Linked DNA regions of Mus musculus: regions 2, 3, 4, 5, 6 and 7 are each linked to region 1. A link is a contact called in public Micro-C and promoter capture Hi-C data. All regions are on one chromosome and are shown on one strand. The core of a region is the stretch at or near the end of the contact, and the rest is flanking DNA. Distances in the headings are between cores, read along the strand shown.

What was found. Promoter capture Hi-C pulls out the DNA fragments that hold promoters and counts their contacts. A called contact is a pair of places that touch in the nucleus more often than the background predicts.
Region 2: a promoter capture Hi-C map of pre-B cells shows a contact between it and region 1. The contact joins the promoter of Dffa here to the promoter of Tardbp in region 1. A contact is called at or near these places in 20 of 39 promoter capture datasets (the 3T3-L1 cell line, the C10 cell line, the HPC-7 cell line and 12 more), 2 of 484 Hi-C or Micro-C datasets (B cells and embryonic stem cells), 17 of 115 datasets of contacts at active chromatin or transcription factors (the 230-238 cell line, bone marrow-derived macrophages, craniofacial prominence and 12 more) and 4 of 9 other capture datasets (adipose tissue, liver, macrophages and 1 more).
Region 3: a contact with region 1 is called in a promoter capture Hi-C map of neural stem cells. The contact joins the enhancer-like site here to the promoter of Tardbp in region 1. A contact is called at or near these places in 17 of 39 promoter capture datasets (the 3T3-L1 cell line, the C10 cell line, the HPC-7 cell line and 10 more), 3 of 484 Hi-C or Micro-C datasets (the N1E-115 cell line, cortical neurons and embryonic stem cells), 24 of 115 datasets of contacts at active chromatin or transcription factors (the 230-238 cell line, the HPC-7 cell line, the SCID.adh cell line and 17 more) and 3 of 9 other capture datasets (adipose tissue, liver and macrophages).
Region 4: a promoter capture Hi-C map of embryonic stem cells shows a contact between it and region 1, with 3 times the contacts expected there. The contact joins the enhancer-like site here to the promoter of Tardbp in region 1. A contact is called at or near these places in 17 of 39 promoter capture datasets (the 3T3-L1 cell line, 3T3-L1-derived adipocytes, the C10 cell line and 10 more), 9 of 115 datasets of contacts at active chromatin or transcription factors (astrocytes, embryonic basal ganglia, embryonic forebrain and 5 more) and 2 of 9 other capture datasets (adipose tissue and embryonic stem cells).
Region 5: a promoter capture Hi-C map of cranial neural crest shows a contact between it and region 1. The contact joins the enhancer-like site here to the promoter of Tardbp in region 1. A contact is called at or near these places in 7 of 39 promoter capture datasets (the 3T3-L1 cell line, the HPC-7 cell line, cranial neural crest and 3 more).
Region 6: a Micro-C map of embryonic stem cells shows a contact between it and region 1, with 5 times the contacts expected there. The contact joins the promoter of Disp3 here to the promoter of Tardbp in region 1. A contact is called at or near these places in 2 of 39 promoter capture datasets (hippocampal neurons and stem cell-derived epiblast-like cells), 1 of 484 Hi-C or Micro-C datasets (embryonic stem cells) and 2 of 9 other capture datasets (embryonic stem cells and pancreatic islet).
Region 7: a contact with region 1 is called in a promoter capture Hi-C map of the HPC-7 cell line, with 2.9 times the contacts expected there. The contact joins the enhancer-like site here to the promoter of Tardbp in region 1. A contact is called at or near these places in 6 of 39 promoter capture datasets (the HPC-7 cell line, cranial neural crest, frontonasal cranial neural crest and 2 more), 3 of 115 datasets of contacts at active chromatin or transcription factors (embryonic forebrain, embryonic midbrain and memory CD8 T cells) and 2 of 9 other capture datasets (liver and pancreatic islet).

Annotation. Positions count from the first base shown.
Region 1 is chr4:148,625,449-148,628,395 of GRCm38.p6, reverse strand. Tardbp (TAR DNA binding protein) reads left to right here and starts at 1,400. Exons shown (of 6, transcript NM_145556.4): 1 at 1,400-1,715.
Region 2 is chr4:149,102,557-149,105,503 of GRCm38.p6, reverse strand. Dffa (DNA fragmentation factor, alpha subunit) reads right to left here and starts at 1,362. Exons shown (of 6, transcript NM_001025296.2): 1 at 1,118-1,362. The coding sequence starts at 1,253.
Region 3 is chr4:149,079,924-149,082,870 of GRCm38.p6, reverse strand. All of the region lies in intron 1 of Pex14 (peroxisomal biogenesis factor 14), which reads left to right. Among named protein-coding and RNA genes, the nearest start is that of Gm46722, 17 kb to the left of the region's middle. Within about 2 kb of position 1,475, at least 43 of the 459 cell types and tissues checked have an H3K27ac peak or open chromatin away from gene starts, as enhancers often do. A contact at or near this core is called in adipose tissue, liver and neural stem cells, where this site is marked.
Region 4 is chr4:149,047,931-149,050,877 of GRCm38.p6, reverse strand. All of the region lies in intron 2 of Pex14 (peroxisomal biogenesis factor 14), which reads left to right. Among named protein-coding and RNA genes, the nearest start is that of Gm42351, 39 kb to the right of the region's middle. Within about 2 kb of position 1,402, at least 195 of the 459 cell types and tissues checked have an H3K27ac peak or open chromatin away from gene starts, as enhancers often do. A contact at or near this core is called in the HPC-7 cell line, adipose tissue, astrocytes and 4 more, where this site is marked.
Region 5 is chr4:148,983,885-148,986,831 of GRCm38.p6, reverse strand. Pex14 (peroxisomal biogenesis factor 14) reads left to right here. Exons shown (of 9, transcript NM_019781.3): 4 at 2,667-2,795. Among named protein-coding and RNA genes, the nearest start is that of Gm42351, 25 kb to the left of the region's middle. RefSeq lists an enhancer at 1-2,098. Within about 2 kb of position 1,476, at least 22 of the 459 cell types and tissues checked have an H3K27ac peak or open chromatin away from gene starts, as enhancers often do.
Region 6 is chr4:148,286,537-148,289,483 of GRCm38.p6, reverse strand. Disp3 (dispatched RND transporter family member 3) reads left to right here and starts at 1,519. Exons shown (of 21, transcript NM_001083342.1): 1 at 1,519-1,761.
Region 7 is chr4:148,939,230-148,942,176 of GRCm38.p6, reverse strand. It overlaps Casz1 (castor zinc finger 1), which reads right to left. Exons shown (of 21, transcript NM_001159344.1): 11 at 2,855-2,947; 12 at 763-895; 13 at 447-510. Among named protein-coding and RNA genes, the nearest start is that of Gm13205, 12 kb to the left of the region's middle. Within about 2 kb of position 1,371, at least 189 of the 459 cell types and tissues checked have an H3K27ac peak or open chromatin away from gene starts, as enhancers often do. A contact at or near this core is called in the HPC-7 cell line, memory CD8 T cells, pancreatic islet and 1 more, where this site is marked.

The DNA.
Region 1 (2,947 bases), core at 151-2,650:
TCCAGGCATGGTAGCACAGGTCTGTAATCCCGGACAGTCAGGAGGCCAGGCCCAGGCTCTGCTGTATGAAACCTTGTCTTAGGAGACAAACAAAAAACCATTTTGGTGACTCACACCTGTAATCCCAACACTGAAGGCGCAGATTCAGGAAAGGCATAGCAAATCTGAGGCCAGCCTGGTCTACACAGTAAGTTCTAAGCCAGCCAAAGACTACGCAGAAATCCTGTTTTGTTTGTTTGTTTGTTAAGTTCAAAACCAAAAAGTAAATAATGCTGGGTGGAAGGACTCATGCCTATAATCCCAGCACTCAGATGGTTGAGGCAGGAGGACAGGCCAGGAGTTCCTGGCCAGCCTGGGCTCTAATGGAAGTTAGGGGCTAGACATTAACATCTGTTCTTCCAATGCCATCTTCTTACAAGGTAGCTGTGAGGAGGAAATGAATTCATTTATAAACTTAAAGTGGGAAGGCTTGGCCTGATGGTGATCTGCAATCCTACCCCATTCCTCCCAGAAGGGAGGCAGAGGCAGGAGGAACCCAGCAAGCTCAAGGCCAGCCTGTTCTGTACAGCAAGACCCAGTTTCAGTAAATAAAGCAACTGTGTAAAACCTTTGTGCCTAAGCTTTGAATCTGATACACCAAGAAATTCCAACCCTGAGTAAAGAGTCTACATCTGCTGCTTGGTGGTAGAGCTAGCCTTCAGCCTTTTTAAAGTTATACTAGGACTCGTCAACTGGAACCGAAATACTGAAACATCCAAGTAGTTTTTTGCTGTAGGATTCAGACCCTAGTGGGGCCTCTTTCTCATGGTGACTTCATGCAAGGTACTCAACTCTGTGCCTCAGTTTCTTCACTTATTGAAAGAGGAGAGAGTATCACGACTATCGTGTAGACTGCTAGGGCAGCATCCACACTTGGCAGCCTTGATGAGTTAAAGGACAGCCTGGGCTACACAGTGACTTTGAGATCCCTGTCTCTAAAACAGTATCTGATGGCTAAGCCCAAGGTCAATGGGAAGACACTTGCCTGCCATTCACAAGATTCTGGTTTGTTTTTCTCCCCCTAGAGCCAGAGAGTGCTAAAAGGTACTTGATACAAAATAGTACTTAGAACAGGGACCATTTTGCAGATCAAAGTTAATGTTTCCACGTTGGAAATTAACGAGCAAAGGCAGAAGACATTTAAGAGTCGCCTTTAGACTAGGAACCCAGGGTTCCCAGGGATTCCCCCCCAAGCCCTTACGCGTTCAGTCGCAGGCTCCGCCCCCTTTCCCTCCTAGCCCCGCCCCTGCCGCCCCAGTCCCGGCCTGCGCTAGTCTCGCGCATTCTCGGCGCGCGCGAGCTCCTCGACTAGGGCCGGCCGTTGGTCAGGCGAAGCCATCTACCGCGTTACGTAGGGGGACTCGGAAGGCCGAGTGGCCGTTCTGTCCTTCATCTGTCAGTTTTTCAGACCCAGCTGTTTTCATTGTTGCGTTTCTTTACTTTTTTCTATACGCCGAAGAGCCTGCTAGCATCCGAGCCTCTGGGAGGAGAGAGCGCCTGTGGCTTCCCTCGGAGAGCGCCCCTCCTGCAGGGAAGCCAGTGGGAGAGGCCGAAGGCGGGCGAGGGCGGGAGGCGGCCCTAGCGCCATTTTGTGGGCACGGAGCGGTAGCGCGGCTGTTGTCGGATTCCTTCCCGTCTGTGCTTCCTCCTTGTGCTTCCTAGCAGTGGCCTAGCGGGTAGGTTGGTCGCCAAGGCCGGCCTGCGTGCCTCGAGTGTTGCTTCGGAGAGGCCCGGTGCGGCCTGCGCCGCGGGGAGGGAGCGGTAGAGCGGGGCCTGGTTGGCCTCGCGCAGCCGCGTCGTTAAGGCCTAAGCGCGGGCAGTAGCCGGAGCGGGACGCCGGGCCTCTGCTTGGCTGTGAAGCCACGGGCGGAAGTGTGTGGCCGCCCCGGGTTTCCAGGCGTCCTAGTCCCTGTAGATTGTCGCTTTTGAGAATAACTGTTGTCACCATGGGACTTGGACCTCCGCGGGCCCCACCCTGGGCCCAGTTGAAAGGGGGGGAAAATCATCAACGTTGTCTGTCGCGCACGGCCTTCTGGGAAGCGGCGGCCTACCTCCCGGAGTAGCCGTCGTTGCTCCCTCGACGCCTAACTTTAGCCAGACCTTTCCGAGGATGAGCACCAGAACTGCTAGATAACTGTTCTGATGTCGGTGTTCGTGCTCCACCAGCACAGGGAGGGTTCCTCAGATCCCAATGCTTGGCTGGTTTTTTCCACGTTAAAGCACGTGCTAAACCCGATTCAGGTCCAGGCTATAGAAGAAACTTAATTCAGAATGGTTACGAAATACGGTAGCCTGTAATCTGTGCGCTCCAGGTAAGAAATGACGAGTGCAAGAAAAAAAATCGGGGCAGATACTTAGTTCTTTAACACCTTGTTTTTGTCTGGCTTTGTAGCCAACGGGCCACATGGTAACACTGTTGCCATTTTAGCACCGGAAGCTTATAGTGTGCGCTGAGAAAATAGAACTGGCGGGCAGAGCGCCACATGAACACCGGTTTTCCCTGTGGCTGCCCCGGAACTCAGTAGACTAGGCCAGCCTCGAACTCAAAAAGATCTGCCTGCCTCAAGAGTGCTGAGATTAAAGGCGTGGGTTATCGTGCTCGACAAAAATCACATTTTTTTTTAAAGATTTATTTTATTAATATATGTAAGTACACTGTAGCTGTCTTCAGACACTCCAGAAGAGGGAGTCAGATCTTGTTGCGGATGGTTGTGAGCCACCATGTGGTTGCTGGGATTTGAACTCTGGACCTTCTGAAGAGCAGTCGGGTGCTCTTACCCACTGAGCCATCTCAACAGCCCCCAAAATCACATTTTTATTTTAGAAAATACCTTTTCTCTATTTTTTTTTCAGGGATGGCAAAAGAAACATTTTAGGTAGCAGGAATCTTTTCAGGAAGTGGGAATAA
Region 2 (2,947 bases), core at 113-2,612, 480 kb before region 1:
AGAAAGCACTCTCAGCAGCTGAGCCATCTTTCCAGCATCCTCACATAGGAGGCATTTGAGTCTACATAAATAAGCATCCAACCAGAGGCTGGTCTGATTACAGTGGACGCGTAATGCTGTCCCTTGCTCATTTATTCGGTGGTAATCTTGAATTCTACACATCAAATGTCAGAAAACAAAAAGTAGGTGGTTTATTCTCTCTGTGGCTATCTTCTTTTGCAGTTCTTCTAGACTGAAGGAAACTACAGTATTGGCAGAAGCTTTACTCAGTGTCATTTCATTTATATTATTGCCAGGCAAGAGGCTTTCCATAAGGCTGTCATCACCCAAAATAGAACTGCCAGTCAGTCTGCTATAGGCTCTGCTGCAGAGAACAGAAGTCTCTGGGGCCAAGGACACCCAGCCAATGCAACTGAAGTGGCACTAAGCTGAACTAACCTTGTGCTGGGGTGAAATGCAAGCCTTGGTGTGACAGAACCCCTGTCACCAGATCAAACCCTGCTCCTGGGTCTCAGTAGCTAGCTCTCCGGAAGCGATGCACACCCTGGCACAGGTGAATCCGTGCCCGGAGCTAGCTGACATGAAAGACCTGCAGAACTTCTTTGAGTATCTCATTTGTTGCTACGGGCTAATAACGCTTGTAAGTAACCATTGAACAGACCATCTCACTTGAGAGTCCCAAGAATCCTTTGAAGCAAAGTTGAAAATACACCCACTACACGGCTGAGGAAACTAAGGGTCCAGAGATGGTTAAATGCAAAGTATAGTCAGGATCAGAACATGGCTCACGTTCCTTACTTGGACTCTAAGGGCAGGCACTGACAGCTCCCTTTTAATGGAATAGGTACTGAGTGCGGACTCCCATTCCCATCCCGTCGGGGAGCCCCAGTACCGCCTCTGTGAGCCAGAGTGGACAGAATACGCTGGACTCGGTTTGGTCCAAAATCAGGTCAATGAACCTGGACCTGCACAGTTTCCCGTCCCCTTCACGGCTCCTCTCAGTGTAGGTAAGTAAAAACGCCAGGAATCTGTCAATCACTGGACCCACGTGGGTCCCTGCAGTCCCTAGGCTCTGGGGTCACCTTCCCGACCCCGCCCGGTCCCCTCAGCAGCCAACCTTTGCTCCTCAGCTCCTCGAGACTGGAGGCTGCCACGCCGTGCTGATCGCGGCTGTGGTTGCGGCGTAGCAGACACGGTTTGAGAGGCCGGACATCGTCCGGGTCTGGGGCGCTGGCTCCCCGCGACAGCTCCATCCTCAAAGTGGGGACCTGGCGACTCTGGGAAATCCCAGGTAGCCCAGAGCCCCTTCCCTAAGCTTTGACAACCTTCCTCCCGCTGCCTGACGGGAGATGTAGTTCTCTCAGCAAGTTACGCGAGACCAAGGCACGCCGGGAGATGTAGTTCTAGTGGCGGCTAATCACGGGCGTTCCAGGGCACGACGGGAATTGTAGTTTCTGGGTTCAAAGCCAGGGGCGGGGGGGATTCAGTTTAGGGAAGTGGTCCAGATTGGAGATTTCTTTTTTTTCTGTTGTTTTCTTTCCCCTACCCTGTTACCTTCCCCTCCTTTTCTTCTCTAAAAGACTGTATGATGGAAAACCCGGGGTCTCATGTATGGTAAGCATAGTTCTACACTACATTGCCAGCCATATATTCATGTTTTTTTTTTTTCCTTTTTAAAGATTTATTTATACATAAGTACACTGTAGCTGTCCTCAGACACACCAGAAGAAGGCATCAGATCTCATTACGGATGGTTGTGAGCCATCATGTGATTGCTGGGATTTGAACTCAGGACCTTTGGAAGAGCAGTCAGTGCTCTTAACTGCTGGGCCATCTCTCCAGATGCATATTCATGTTTTAAGAGTTGCCATTGAACTGGGTGTTGTGGCTCAGGCCTTTAATCCTCAGGAGGCAGAAGGATCTTTATGAGTTCCAGGGCAGCCTGGTCTACATAGTGAGTTTCTACACAGCCAGAGCTACATAAAAGAGAAAATTGTGTGTGTGTGTGTTTGTGTGTTTTTCAGGACTGGTTTTGTGACTTTTGAAGTTTAAAGGATATGATTTACAAGCAAGTTGAAATATTAAGTAAACATTTTACATTAAGTTAAATAGCTGACAAGATAGCTTAGTGGGTAAAGGTGCTTGCTGCCAGTCCTTACACCCTGAGTTTGATCCCAGAGCCCAGCATGGTAGGAAAACAGATTTCCAAAAGTTGTTCTCTGATCACACAACCTGACATTTGTATGCATGCATGTATGCTCATGTGAACACATACCCCCCCCACACACACAAATGGTTGCTATGAAATTATTATTAAGTTTTTAAAAGGAGCTGGTTTACTTATGTTTCTTAAAATTTTATTTTTGTAACCCAGCATGCTGGTGAATACCTTTAATCCTAGCTCTTGGGAGGCAGAGGCAGTTGTATCTCATTGAGTTCAAGGCCAAGGAGAACAAGCCAAAGTTACACAAAGAAATTCCGTCTCTGGCTGGTGAGATGGCTCAGTGGGTAAGAGCACCAGACTGTTCTTCCGAAGGTCCAGAGTTCAAATCCCAGCAACCACATGGTGGCTCACAACCATCCGTAGCGAGATCTGACTCCCTCTTCTGGAGTGTCTGAAGACAGCTACAGTGTACTTACATATAATAATAAATAAATAAATCTTAAAAAAAAAAGAAATTCTGTCTCAAAAACCAAAATTAATTAATTTTTTGTTTTGTTTTGTTTTTCAAGACAAGGTTTCTCTGTTTAGCCCTTGCTGTCCTGGAACTTACTCTGTAGGCCAGGCTGGCCTGGAACTCAGAAATCTTCCTGCATCCCAAGTGCTGGGATTAAAGGCATGAGCCACCACTGCAGGATATTTTGAAGGAAGTCAGTTTTCAACATAGAACATTAATTTTCAGTCTTGCCAAAAATGCAATGTCCCATCAGAGAAAAACTTTAAAAT
Region 3 (2,947 bases), core at 226-2,725, 450 kb before region 1:
CAGTGCTCTTAACCACGGAGCCATCTCTCCAGCCCCAGGTTGTGACTCTTTTAAGTTCTCTCTTCCTCTTCTTCTGGAGTCAAGGCCAGAAGGGGTGTCAGGTGCCGCCTTCAACCGTTTTGCCTATTCTTTTGAAGCAGAGTGTCTCCCTAAACTTTCACTGGAAACCAGCAAGCCCCAGAGACCCTCCTGCCTGTCTCTGCCACCCTCAGAGCTGGGGTTACAAGTGTGTATGTAGGGATACTAGCCTGGGTGCTGGAACTCCAGGTCTGGTCTTGGCGTTTATACACGTGCCCTTAACTATGCTGGCATCTCTCCAGCCCCTCAAGTCCTACTTTTTAGTTTTGTTAGTGTGGTCTTTGCTCTGGGGATCACTTGACAGCTTCCCCTGCCCCAGGATCAAGACTTTTTCAGGTGTCTGTGGGATGCCCTGAGTAAGCAGGACATTGTATCTTTCTAGTGTGGGATCGGAGCCCTGAGCAGCCTGAGAACTCAGCTCCTCCTCACTTTTTTTTTTTTTTTTTTTTAATCTTCATGGGCTTTTACCATGTGTGCACACAGATTTTCGTATTGGCCAGAGTCTCAAAGGAACATCCGTGTGGATTTCTGGAACTTTCTTTCTGTATAGCTTTCTTTGGAACTTGGCTCAGCAGTTCTCTGTTGCTTTAGCCTTTCTGAAATCCCTTCACTGGCTCTTCAGCACAGAGACTGCCATGTCGTGCTGGGCAGCCTCTTCTCTGTCCGCCCTGTGTCCCAGGGCAGCAGGTCAGAGTGGTTTAGGGCACAGGTCCTTCTGTACTGTACTAGAACTACTGCAGGAGCATGGTCCCTGCTAGGAGAACAAGCCTATCCCCATGGAGAGCAAAGAGCCGGCCCGATGGGACTTTATCTCTTTTACCGTCACGTGTGTGTGCTGTGGAGCCATTGCCAAGTCGAGGAAACTGAGGCTCAGCCAGGCTGAGCAGCGTTCTCAGGCACTCTGCAAGCCCTCTCCACAGGCCATGCCCAGAGAGTTTGTGGAGGGGCTCTTGTTCTTCTCAGTCACGAGCTGTTTGTGAAGACTCCGTAGGACATGTGGGGAGTGACACTGGCTTCTGCTCACGGGCTTGGCGGGGCTCCCGTTGCTCAAGCTCGTGAGCTCTTGCCAGGCTGGCCTCGGCTGTGCAGTGAGGTGAGCTCCTTGCAGGTTGGCAGGTTGCCCAGCAGGGGAAGGTCAGCACCTCCACAGCAGGGCGCGGGCAAGCCTGTGTCCGCCATACGGTAGTTCCTGCCTCTCTTCCACCGCGCTCTATGGATTTTAGTTTTTCCTTAATGCGTGTGCATGTGCACGTCCGTACATGTAGATGTGTGCATCCGCCGTGGGTGTCACTCCTCAGCAGGACATTGGTTTTTTGGAGACTGCGTCTCCCACTAGTCTCAGCTAGGCTGTGTGGCCAGTGAGTCTTGGCAGACAGGACTGGCTGCCTCCACCTCCCCAGAACCAGGGTTGTAAGCCCATCCACCACAGCCAGGCTTTTTACTTGGGCTCTAAGAGTGCACTCAGGGCCTCAGGCTTGAGCAGCAAGCATGTAACTGACCAGGCTGTCTCCCCAGCCCCACATGCTACTGACCAGGCTATCTCCCCAGCCCTGCATGCTACTGACCAGGCTATCTCCCCAGCCCTGCATGCTACTGACCAGGCTATCTCCCCAGTCCCACATGCTACTGACCAGGCTATCTCCCCAGCCCTGCATGCTACTGACCAGGCTGTCTCCCCAGTCCTGCATGCTACTGACCAGGCTATCTCCCCAGTCCCACATGCTACTGACCAGGCTATCTCCCCAGCCCCACATGCTACTGACCAGGCTATCTCCCCAGCCCCACATGCTACTGACCAGGCTATCTCCCCAGTCCCACATGCTACTGACCAGGCTATCTCCCCAGCCCCACATGCTACTGACCAGGCTGTCTCCCCAGCCCTGCATGCTACTGACCAGGCTATCTCCCCAGCCCCCTCATGCTTGTTATTGACACAGGGTCTTATGTAGCCCAGACGGGCCTCAAATTCACTATGTAGCTGAGGCTGGCCTTTAACTCCTGATTTTCTGCCCCCACCTTCCAGATAGTAGGATTATTGTACACATAGATCACCATACCCACTAACTTTTAATTAATTTGTTAGTTAATGAATTAATTTTGAGGCAGGGTCTTATTATGTAGCCCTGAGGAGTCTAGAATTGGCTATGTAGATTAGGCTAGCCTCAAACTCATAGAATCTGCCTACCTTTGCCTCATGAGTTCTGGGATTAAAAGTATGTACTACACTCAGCATTTTTCTAAAATTTAATTAAATTTTCTTTGTTGTTGATTTTTTTTTTCTTTCCTCTAGACAAGCTTGCACTATGTAGTCCTGGCTGTCCTGGAACTCATTCTGTAGACCAGGCTGGCTTTAAACTCAGAGACCCGCCTGCCTCTGCCTTCTGAGTGCTGGGACTAAAGGTGTGGGCCACCACATACAACCTGCCGGAGTTTGTTCTTTCCCTCTGTCACGTGGGTCTGTGGGGCTCAGGTGTCCAGGCTTATCAATAAGCACTCTCCTCTGGGTCAGTAGGCTTGACGGCAAGTGTCCTTACTAAGCCGCCTCCCCGACCCCAACTCCGCCTTCGTTTAAAGCACCTTTAACCTTTGCTTTCTTCCCATTGCAGCCTCCCCATCCTGACCTCTGAAGGGCCTAAATGTGGGGATCAGAAGGGTTTTTTTTAAAATAATATATGTTTATTTTATGTGCATTGGTGTTTCATCTGCACACGTGTCTGAGAAGGTGCTCTGGAATTGGAGCTACAGTTGTAAGCTGCCATGTAGGTGCTGGGAATTGAACTGTGGTCCTATGGAAGAGTAGCCAATGTTCTTAACCACTGAGCTATCGCTCCAGCCCCAGGCCTCCTGCTTGTATTTCTACTTTAGACCT
Region 4 (2,947 bases), core at 153-2,652, 420 kb before region 1:
TTCCTATGTTGTACTCTGGTTTGAAAATCCTCGAGCCGGCCAGCATTCTCTGCCGTGAACCACACTCTGCGTGCAGAGTCACACTGCTGCTTTACTCTGCAGAGGGCCAGGAAGTGCTCTAGAGCGACAGCAGGAGTCAGGACTTGGTTGTCTGGTGTCGGCCACAGGTCTGCTGCTTGGTGGAGCTGCAGGTGATCTTTAGCTGTCCAAATCTGCCATTTCTAACTTTTGCTATCTTTAATTAACTAATTAATTTTCTTTAACATGTATGAGTGTTTTGTCTGCATGTTTGTCTATGTACTACTTGTGTGCCTGGTGCCTGCAGATGCCAAAAGAGGGTTGGATCCCCCAGGAATTGGAGTTATAGACAGTTGTGAGCCTATCTATGAGTGCTGGGAATGGAATCCAGTCCTCTTAACTGCTGAGCCATCCATCCATCTCTCTAGCCCCAGATTCTTGGAACTTAAGCTATTTGTAGGCTGTGGCAGCTCCTTTCTGTATTCAAACCTTAGTTGTCGATGCTTTAGTCCCTTTCCCCCTTAGCTATCTGTCCGAGGTACCAGTTAATGACTCCTCAGAAGGTTTTAGCTTATACAGATATTTCAGCACACTCCTGCAGTCTCAGCATCTTGGCAGGCCGAGGCAGGAGGCTATGAATTCTGAGCCTGCCAGTGCATGTAATGGAGACAACATTTCCCGATGCCGACATTCTCTCCCGTGGAACACACAAGCCCATCTTGCCCTGTGATCAGCAGGTGTCAAGCCCTCCAGAGGGAGTGCTTCACATGCCACCTGGTAGTCATTTATTTTGTGTCCAGCCCCAGTGATGACTTAATCCTTAAGGTTGCCACTTTCAGGGACACAACCTTTCTTTGTTCCTGTCACAGCTTAGTCATGCATGACAAGAGAGAACTTGGCCCAGACTTGAGAAGTGGGAGCTGCAGTAGTTCTCTATGAGCCAAGCTCTTGAGCTCCTGAGCGGAGCAGTAATTGGGAAAGCATAACATTTAGCGAGCAGCAGAGAGAAGGAACCCAGGTATCATCAGGAAGGTCCTGGGGCCGGCCTGCTGCATAGCTTTAGTGCTGGTCTCCAGCTCGCCGCTCTCCTTAGGAGCATCAGCACCGTGGACACTGAGTCATTACATTCCTTTGCAGTGATTCAACTCAGCAGCTTGACACCTTCATTAATTTTACAACACAAAGCCTGGGTGTTTTCTGCTTCCTCTTTAGCAGTGCAGGGAGTTAGAGGGGCTGCGGACAAGAGCAGCAAGGAGCTATGGAGAGATGCTGCTCTGGGCTTTGAGTGCCTTGCTCTTGTTGGTGCTTCCCGGGATCAAGTCTCCGACTCTTGCTACCACTCAGTTCTGGCGCGTAAACCTTTTATTTCTGTTCCTGGCATGCTAGCTCACCGACCTCCGGCTCAGAGCCAGCTCGTTTGCCTTCTCTGCTGAGGTCACTGCTACCGTGATCCGTGTATAATGGCATTTCCCTCCTCTTTTCAGTATGGAGGCTATTACAGTTTCCTCTCTAAACAGGACTTCAAACAATCCGCTGCCAGTCGGATTTCAAAGCCAAGGAAAAGGCAAATGTCATCCTTTTTTTCTCCCCTCTTTGGGTAACTGCTTTGTTGGCTGCATCAGAAATTAGAGGGGTTGCTGTGGAAATTCAGGTGGGGATGTGTGGGGACAAGGCATTTAAATTTGCTTTTCTTTCTGCCTAAAGGAGAAAATCCTTTTCCTTCTCAACCTTTCCTAAAAAGGAACTTTGATCTTCTCAGCCCAGAGGCCGGGGTTTTCATTTCCTCTATAGCCGGCTGGCGTGTTCCGCTCCTTCTGCAGTGAGGGCACTCAGTGGTGTGCAGCATCTGCAGCCCTGCCCCGCGGCTCGCCTGCCCCAGGCTCCAGCTGCCTCTGTGCAGTAAGTTGGCCCAGAGTCCTCTGCTGAGCAGGAAAATCTCTCCCAAGTCACCTGGTCCCTGAGACCACTGTCACTTGGTACTAAGTAGTGTGGGTGGTTTAAGATAGTTTACCGCCACATTCCTCTCTGGAAGAACTATTCCCATAAAACAACAAAACACTGGCATGTGACGGGGAGTCACTCTCGCAGTATTTTTAACTAGGGCCAAGGGGGGGGAAAATGTGAATGACAGAGAGATTTCACTTTGAAAGGTAGTTTTTGCACATGCAAAGTTGCCACTTTTCATAGAGGCTTTTACTTCATTTATCAATGTTTTAAGAGAGGCTGGGGTCAATAATGCATGCTTTAGACTCCCCTAAATACAGATTTACACAATAGCCCCTAAAATATATTATGTTGAATCACGTCAACTCCTCTCTGCTGCTGTTGCTGCTGCTGCTGCTTCTTTTTTTTTGTTTTTTGTTTTTTTGTTTTTTTTTTGTTGTTTTTTTGTTTTTGTTTTTCGAGACAATGTGTCTCTGTGTAGCCCTGGCTGTCCTGGAACTCACTCTGTAGACCAGGCTGGCCTCGAACTCAGAAATCTGTCTGCCTCCCAAGTGCTGGGATTAAAGGCATGTGCCACCACGCCCAGCTTTCCTCTGTGCTTCTACAGAGGTGTTTTATTCTTTAATGTGAAAAACAAAAGGAGCAAGGAAAAGAAAACAAAGGAAATTAGGGCTCACATGCATACATAATCACTACAGGGCTGGAACCCATCTCAGCAATAGGAAGGGCACAGTGACCACAACCAGGAGATCCCAGCTGAAAGGGAGAGCCCTTCCTTTGACTCTTTGAGCACCAGGGCACTTGATGATATCCATCCCTTCCTAAGTTCAGTTAACTGTCTTTAGTTCGTGAACTTCAGGGTTTTGTGGATAGACTTTCCTTTCTTTTATTTCCTTTTTACACGTTTAATATAAATTAAATATAAATGTGTGCACCCATGCTTGCATGTGCACGCTTGTGTGCTAATTTGTAGATAAATGGGCTA
Region 5 (2,947 bases), core at 227-2,726, 360 kb before region 1:
GAGGATGCACCATGCTTCTCACTCTGGCGTTGTTGAAATGTCATCCAGTTACCATTTGCAGGTCTGCCCCAGGTTGTCTGTAGCCCATGTTTCTATATCCACAGGAACTAGCATTGGCTCTTATCCACAGGTGGGGTCCAGGGTGCCATGGGAGAAAGGAGTTTAATCCCTCTCTAAACCCTGACAGCCTTGAGTGAAGTTGCCGTCTGATGCTTATAACTCTGGTTGCCTCTGTTCTCCAAGACAAGTCAGACCTAGACGGCCTTCACCCCCACCTCAGGGGAAATGGTAGGGGTAGCACTCGAAAATTATGTGTTCTCCCCCACCCCATTCTTCTTAAGAAAAATGACTCATTTATTGAAACTAAATCAAGCCCCTGCCTTTTCTGGAGAACTAGGTATATTGGAATTCCAGCCAGTGTAGAGTTATAGCACCAAATGAGAAGCAAGAGCCCGGAAGGAAGTGCCGATGGCATTGGAACCCTCACCTCACTGGTGGGCTCGGCTGAGGGAATGCAAGCTGGCTTTTATTAGGAGAATAGTCTTGGTAAAAGCTTGGGGCCAGAGGGCAGAACAGCCGGCAGAAGGTCCTGTTCCTTTAACCAGCGCCAGCTCTCGAGGCCGAGGCGCAGCCTGTAACTTGCTGTATATTTCCCCAGCGTTAAGCATTATCGTACTTGTTTATATTTGAAAGAGCCAGAAGGGAAATGAGAATGCAACTGAATGCTCCTTTTGGGAGAATTATCCTCATTTGCAGCCAGCAGCTGACAAGGCACATGATCCACCAGGTTTAGAGAATTCCGTGGTGTGCCAGTGACCAGCAGCCTGTGCTGATGTCGCAGATGCTGCTTCCTCTCCTCTGCAGTGGACTGGGAAAAGCACCGTCCTCCTTCCCGGCTTGGAGAGGAGAGCGGTGCCCCTTCCTATTTAGGAAGAGCCATCAGCAGTGACTGACAGGCGAACGAGCCCAAGAGGCACAGGCTCCGGGGATCTGTGTCCTCACTTTTACCTGGCTTGTCTGTCTGGCCTACTCCTGCTCTGGGGAGAAGAAACAACAACAAATGCATCCTGTTTGTGGCAAGCTGTGCAGGAAGTGGGGATGCCCTTGTCCTGCGCAGCCTGGGATGCTCTGCTGCTCTATCGCCTGACCTCCTTCCCTCTGGCTGGGTGAATGCCGACCCATGGCCCACGACCCACAGCAGGGCTTGCTTGCTTGCTTCTGTCTGGCTCCTGTGTGTGAAGAGGAAGTGCTGCTGCCTCGTGAAAGGAGAGAGGTCAAGGGCCATTTTGCGTAGTTGAGGCACTCCCTTGACCGTTTGCAGTGGGGCATGAAAAGTCTGAGGGATGGCTAGCATCGACTCAGGCCAATATGGTACAGGGCCGAGCTGTGCTCTAAAGCATTAATGTATACCACGTATTAGCCCCCAGGCACAGAGTGCGAGGCCCCACACTTTGAAGATGCTGATCCTCAGAACCGCCTTGTACTTCATCCACCCCCAGGGGCAAGTATACTGTGCTGTGGGCCTCTAATGGAGAGCTGCCGACCAGATGTGGAAAAGCTCTTGGCCCCGGTTTAAAAGCTCTGTGTTGTGGCTCTATTGGATATTGGGATTCCCGGAACAGCCTGGACCAGCTTGAGTTGTCTTCTGCATGCTAGCAGTGACCTCTCACCTGCTTTTCACCCTCGGCAGTAGATCTCTTTGTATACACCATTACTTCCCGAGTGGGCCCTGTAGGAATCTTGTTGCAAACCTGGGCTCTACACTTTAGTCCTATGGAGCCCTCCTCCTTTACCATCGGTCCCCCAGTCGGCCTCAGGCCCTCTGAATACCTCTCTGCTCCCAGCCTGCTAGGTTAGGAGCCTGGACTTTCACTGGCTCTCCCTTCCTTCTTGGCAAATCCTTTCCACATGCTATAACCACTGCAGATGGCGCCCTGCGATTTCCTGATGCCCTGTGTGCAGTGTAGTTTAGAGCATCAGAGGATTAAAGGGGGGTGGGGGGTGGGGGGAGGAACTAGCCAAAGGCGATCCAGGCAGCCTGGGATAGGCTGGAGCAATAGTCATCCAAGAGCGTGGGCCCGGTCTCGTTTTGCTCTGTTTTCTTGTTTTATTTTCTTCTTTACATTCTATATCCCATTCATACTAATCACAGTCAGTCCTGATTTTTCTTTTTATTTCTGCATTTGTCATAAAATAAAGCAAATTATTCCCGTCTTCGGAAACGATCTAGACTAATTAGTCGTCTCACCCAATAATTAGTTTTTTGTTTCCCTGTCTGTTTTCGTGCATTATTGTTAGTTTTTTCCCCTCTTTTTTTAACACCATTACAGATTAAAATGAGCCACATTTGCAGTTGATGGTATCTGTTTTCGGGGGAAGAATGGAGAATTGCAGTACGGAGCGACTTCAAAAGCAGCAATAAACTCAAGGATAAATTAAGGAAATTGAATGAGCCACATTTGGAAGCAGTGTTGAGGCTAATATTCTGTCGCTTAAGGTTAAATTGCGACAGAGAGAGGTTCCCAAGAATCCGAAATCGAGGAGGCAGCACACTCAAATGCAAGGCGCGCTCTGTGGCCGTCAGGGCCTGCTTGCAGAGGAAGATTTTGCTGAGGGTGGGTCGCTGGCAAGAGATACTCATGAGTGTCCTTTGCTCTTCTCTCTAGGACTGACAGACGAAGAGATTGACCTGGCTTTCCAGCAGTCGGGCACAGCTGCCGACGAGCCTTCACCCCTGGGCCCAGCTACCCCAGTGGTTCCTGTCCAGCCCCCTCACCTCACTCCGCAGCCATACAGTAAGTCACCTGTTCCAAGTCCTGCTTACCCCAGCTGGGAGTCAAGACACTGGCTAAGAGCAGTGCTCCAAAGCTCCCACCTCAGCAAATTGGGAGAACTTGGGTTTTCCATTTGATGCAAAAAGCTCATAAGGTTTTCTAGGTATAAAAAC
Region 6 (2,947 bases), core at 270-2,769, 340 kb after region 1:
TTCATAACCCTAATGTCTTCAGGATGGCATGAATTCACTGCAGATCTTCTGACAGGCTTGATGGCTGGCCAGTGGGTCCCCTGAAAAACCATTTCTGAGTATGTGGTGCAGGGACGAGAACACCTGGGTAGAAACATTGGCTCTGGTCATTTGCATCTGCACAGATGAGTTCCGGGGCATCCAGGGTCATAAGTAGCTAAATGTCCACCTGACCGCCAGCCAGTGAATGCAGTCCCCAGGGACTGTGTTTGAGAAAGCTGGACGGGTGGTACAGGATTTTCCTGTAGAACCCCAAAGTGAGAGGGGTTCAGAGAACTCCCAAACTGCCCTCTTAATTAAAACTATGTATGTATGTATGTATGTATGTACGTATGTATGTATGTATGGCATGTGTGTTTGGAGGGGATGTGCATGTGTACCACAGGGCACGAGTGGAAGTCAGAAGACAGCTCGCAGAAGTGAGTTTGCCCTGGAGACTGAACTCCGGTTGTCAGGCTTGGCAGCAAACACCTGCTAAGCCATTTCCCAGGCCCCTAGGTTTCCTCTTTCAAAAATATAGATGGGGGCATGGGCTACACAGCAAAGAGCTAGGGGCTTTCGGTATTTTTATTTCATAATGATCCTGCATTCTCTTGTATAGAATGGGGACTTCTTGAAGGCCAAGATTGTGGCTTACATGCTTATCTTCCTGGTCCGTGTCATAATCATCTGGGTGGCCTCTCAGCCGGCAGTGATGTCCCTCCTGCAGCGGGAGGCTGGCGCCAGGTCCTTTTGAGGGTTCCCTTGGCTCTCCTTGGGTGACATCAAGGCCAATGTCTTTGGAGCACTGAAAGAGAAATGAAACCAGGGATAGCCTTGGTTTCTAGGCTCTTTCTTCTTTGGGTATCTTTTCAGCAGGGGGTGTCAGGCGGACCTTCTGCTGTTACTGGACGAGTGCCTGGTCCCAGGGGCTGGCAGAGCTCTGGGCTCTGCTGCCAGAGAGGTGAATAGAGGAGGGAGGAAGAGATGGTGCCAGGCGCCTGGGCTTGGCAACCACCTCCGGAGGGCACCCGGGGATGCCCTCGAGTGTCCAGCAGGCTGGTGAGGTGCCAAGGCTGGGCAGATGGGGCTGAGAGAAGCCAGCAGGAGCGCACGCCTGGGAAAGGCCTGGGTGCCCAGAAACCTCGGGGGCCAGTAGGGGGCATGGCCAGGTCCGTTTGCAGAGACTAAGACTGACCCCCAGGGGTCGCTGCGCTGTGCTCAGTCCCTGCTCGCCAACACGGGAAGCTGGCTGTACCACCACGCGGCTCCCGCAGGGGGAGCGGCAGCCAGGGCGGCGCCTGGCGGCGGAATCGGGAGACAGCAGCGCGCGGCGGAGAGCAAGCCTAAGCCGGACGGTGACGCAGAGCCCGCAGGCGCTGATGCTGGAGGCGCCAGTGGACGGGGGGAGGCGCGACTCTAAAGGCTGCCCGGGACACCCCCGCACCCCGTGGTAGGAACCGGGACCCAAACAAAGGCGGGCAGCAGATAAAAGGCGGCGGCGGCGGCGGCGGCGGCGGCGGCGGCGAGTGCTTCGCGTGCGCGCTGGGGACGTAGTTGTCACGGACCTGGCGGCGGTCTGCTCGCCAGCGAGCGGAGCTTGGGGGCCGCTGGCCTCCTACAGCTCTGAGGACCTTTCCTCCTGAAATTACCCTCAAGGGACAAGTGTTCGCCGCGGGGTGGCCGAAGCCCCTTAACCCCTGCGGCACCCGTGTATCAGCCTAGCTCGGCTCAGCCAGCGAGGTGAGTGAGACTGCCCCTGGGCGCCATCGGGACTGGGGATGCGCTACTCTGGAGAGGGGAAGGGTCTAACGTGCCACATGCGCCCGGTCTGGGGGCGGGGAGAGGGGGGAGTGCGGGAAGTTCTCTCGCTCTCAGGCCACCCCCGGCCTCAACGCCCTGAGAAAGCCGGCTAATGGGACAGAGTTCAGATCTCAGAGCTTGTCCCTGCGCCCCCGAAGCTTGCACCAACACGCTGGGGACGGGCTGCAGCTTCGGTCTGCGGGAGCGTGTTTAATGTCCAGAATCATCCTGGCTCCCTATCTCCATACCCCTGCTCGTCTCGGTAGGTGTCTGTCTGGGTTCATAAAAGTTGAGCGTCAGCCTGAAGCCATCCCAAATCCGGCTGTCCGCCGGGACTTCAGAGGAGGGAGGGAACAGGAAAAGGTAACGATGGCCCCTGTAGCTGCCCCCTACTTGAGCGCACTCACGCGCTTGGTGGGACCTTCTTTGAGTCTTGGGCTGCGGTGAACCCGCTGCAGGTGCCGCTGCGTGCCAGCCAGGACCTCTGAAGCTCAGGCAGGCGATGGAAGTGGAGCGCTAGAGGGTCCCTGGGTCGACCCAGAACATCCATAAGGACTGTGATGGGGTGGCATCTGAGTAGCCGTGGAGCACAGTCAGGAAAAGATGACCAGCACGAGTGGCGGCGAGTCCCGAGAGCTAGCCCTGCCGCTGGGAGGACTTTTCCCAACTCTCCTAGGAGACGCCTCCCCGGAGGCTTCCTCTGTTGGATCTCTGTCTGGTACAGGGATGCTTCCTGAGTCTGGGTGCGGGTGCTAGTCTGGTTGCACTCTCGGTCAGTACCTCGGACAGCGCACTGAACCCACCAGCCCCAAGCTCCACACACAAATGAAGTACACACACACACTATGTATAGAGCACTCGTGAACACTCCACGCACAAATCCACACTCCTTTCTGATAAATATATTCCCATCGTGGCTCGTAGGCGCACACAATGCACACAGAGACCCAGGATTCACTCCCACGTGGACAAGCCTAATCTTCCCACAAGCCCCAGTTTGTGGGCCAGGACTCATCCCTCTTCACGCTCTCGCTGGAGGATGCTAAAATAAACCGGACACCAGAGACCACTGCCTAGGACCCTCGCTGATACCTCATGACATGCAGGAGCTCAGGCTGTGTGGGTC
Region 7 (2,947 bases), core at 122-2,621, 310 kb before region 1:
GTTCTGGAGCGACCTCTCCGGAAGGCGTCCGAGAGCATTACTCAAGCCGAAAAGTGGAAATTGATGCTTTGCTCCCACTTTGGCCTTCCCCTCCCCCACCCCTTTTTAAACAAACAAAAAAATATACAAAATAAATAAATAACATTAATAACTGAGGGCCAGAGAAGTTAGAGGGTTCTGGAAAAGCTTTTGGAGCCCACTATCCGAAGGGGGGAAAAAAGGGTGTCAGAGGCTGAAATATATTTCTTCAGCCAGTTCATTAAATTAATTTGTAAGCAGTGGCTCTGAAATTATATTCGATGAAAAATGGCCTCAAAATTTAAATGGTACAAACTCATCTTATTAGAGGGAAAACATTAAAAAACAAACACATCCCCCCAGCCCCCCAGCACGGCTTTAATTTCTCTGGGTGGGGGAACGGGAGGCGTGTGATGGATGGTTCTTACCTTATTCATAAGCGAGGATAAAAGAGATGAATTTGCCGAGACTGCGTGGCCATTTGATTCATTACTGGAACACACAAACCAAGGGCCTTCAACTCAGACATCCGTGGGCCCAGGCCCAGAGGCCCTTCCCTCCCAGTCAGCCAGCCCAGGGCTCTGAGATTTCCACTCTCTGCTGTGACTGCTCGGTGGCAGAGTGAACCCTGGCCGGGAGGGTGAGCTCGGCTTGGTTCCCAGGGCTGGCTGAGACTAAGAGGCGCAGACCACCTCTCTGGGGCCCAGGCCAGCATCTGCAGGGGTTTCTCTGGCCTTGCCTCACCTGGGATCCTTCACGGTCAGGTCTAGACTGCGGTCTTGGGAGGCCTCGTGGGGACCTGGGGTGCCAGCACTGTCAGGCTCCTGCTTCACCTGGGCCTGGGGGAACTTGGTGGGGGTGGGCTGCTGCCCACTTCCTGCAGGTGAGGGGAGGGAAGATGGGATCAGAGGGGCTCAGGTTTAACACGGGCACAAAATCTAGTACCCTCGTTCCTTTACACCCAAAGGGCGGGCAGTGGGCCGAACAGGCAGGGGGCCCCAGGAGCACTGGCTGCTGGTCAGCGGCTCTTCCGGCTGACGAGATCACTTGCGACGTGTACCCCTGTGTGGCAATTCTTCAAGTGATAATTATTGCAAAATTATGTCAAAGTTGTCCTGGCTTAGGGCCTCCTGGAGGAGGAGAGCGGGTGGCTGGGGAGGGGGCCTGGGCGGGGACAGGGGGCCCTTCATTTCCACCACCAACTGTCACAGTCGATTTGCGGGGCTGCCGCTTAAGCTTTTATTAAAGACTCTGTTAATGCTGAGGGGAAGTGGCAGATCTGGACTGGGAGCGGCCCCTCCGTAGTCCCTGCCCACTGTTGCCGAGGCGACGGCCCTGTCTGCACTGAGCATGCCCGCGGAGGGCATGTGCTGTGTCAGGGCTATCAAGGCTGACGGGCCAATCAGGGTGGTTCAACCTATGCGACCTCAGCCGTCTTTCAAGCTGTCCAGGGCAGCGACTGCAGGCCCGCCTTGGATGCCTGACTGGGTACGAGGGGGAGCTTGGTGGGAAGAGGCCACAGGAGGCTGACAGGGCAGGGCCAAAGGAAGTTGCTGACAGGATGGCGTCCAGTGAGCCTTGCTCCCCATAATCCCCAAGTGACTGAAATATTAATTTGCCCCAAGGCACTACAGCTTACAGAGAGCTGCACCACAGAAGCAAGTGACATTTTATTAAAGATGAAGGGAAACAGCTTCCTTCCCCTTTATCTGACCTTTCTTTTGGGGGGGACGAGGAGGAGAGGTGCTTCTGGGGTAAAAGAGTAACTTGGCAGTCTGGTAGCAGAGACTTCCGTGGCTCTCCCTGAAAGCCCCTGGCTGGAGGAGTGAGCATAGCTACAAAAGTTCCCCCCACCCTTGAAGTGGAAGACAGGGGTCCCAAAGGGGTCACGTGCCTCTCATGAACCAAGAGGACTTCTAGCCTTCAGGAATCCACACTACAGTCACCTGCAGTCACCTATTCTAGGCTCCAGAGAAAAAGCCCAGCCTAGCATCCCCAAGAGTTGGGACAGGAGCCCCATGTGGGTGCAAGAGACCCTTGGTCTTGGCTGGTTCTGAGATGGTTTTGGATGGGAGTGGAGCATGAAGGCTGGGCAGCCAGGCTGCTAAGGATATGGCTCTCTGTCCCTGTCCCACCTGCTCCACAGGGTGGGGCTTCTGTCTCTCCTCAGCATCCAGCCCAGCACGTAGCCAGCAAGCTCCTCTGGGCAAACCAGTGGTTTGGAGGAATTAAAGGAGCCACATCCACGGTGTGAGCTGAACTCTTTCTAGGAATCCAAATAGCACCCACTACCCCCCGAGGAAGATGGGCAGGGAAAACAGGAGAGAGGAGAAAGAAAATTCCCAAAGGAAAGGGAAGGAGAGAGGAGAAAGAGAAAGGAGGACGAGGGAGAGAGCCTGAGAGTCGTCCTATACAGGCGTGGGATGCGAACACCCATTCCCTGAGCTCATGTGTCACTCTGTGTCAGCTAGAGAAGAGCGGAGAGAAGAGGTGGCCTTGGAGGACTCTGCTCAGGGACTCACTGGTGACAGAACCAGTGAGACCTGGCGCCATTAGGCCACCCAGGTGCTCAGAGACAGGAACCACTCACCAGCTCCACATACAGAGGAGTGAGTCCCTGGGTGCATGGCCAAAATGAGGGACCCCCACCCCCAAAGGGCAAACAAATCGACAGGATGGAGACAGAGACCAAGCAGGAAGGGGCTGCTACGTGGGGGCTGCAGGTGTGGGGGCTGGGCAGACACTTCCCAGCCTGCCCCATGTTCTTCAGTCTCAGGCCCGGGAGTTGCCAGTTTCCCAGTGTGCTTGCTCACTGGGCAAGGCCCAGCCTGCTCACCTGGGTCAAAGGTGGCAGAGGGCTTGAGGGCGGCCGCAGCCAGTCTAGCCATCATGGGTGAGATGAGGCCTTTGCTTGCAGAGATTCTCTCAA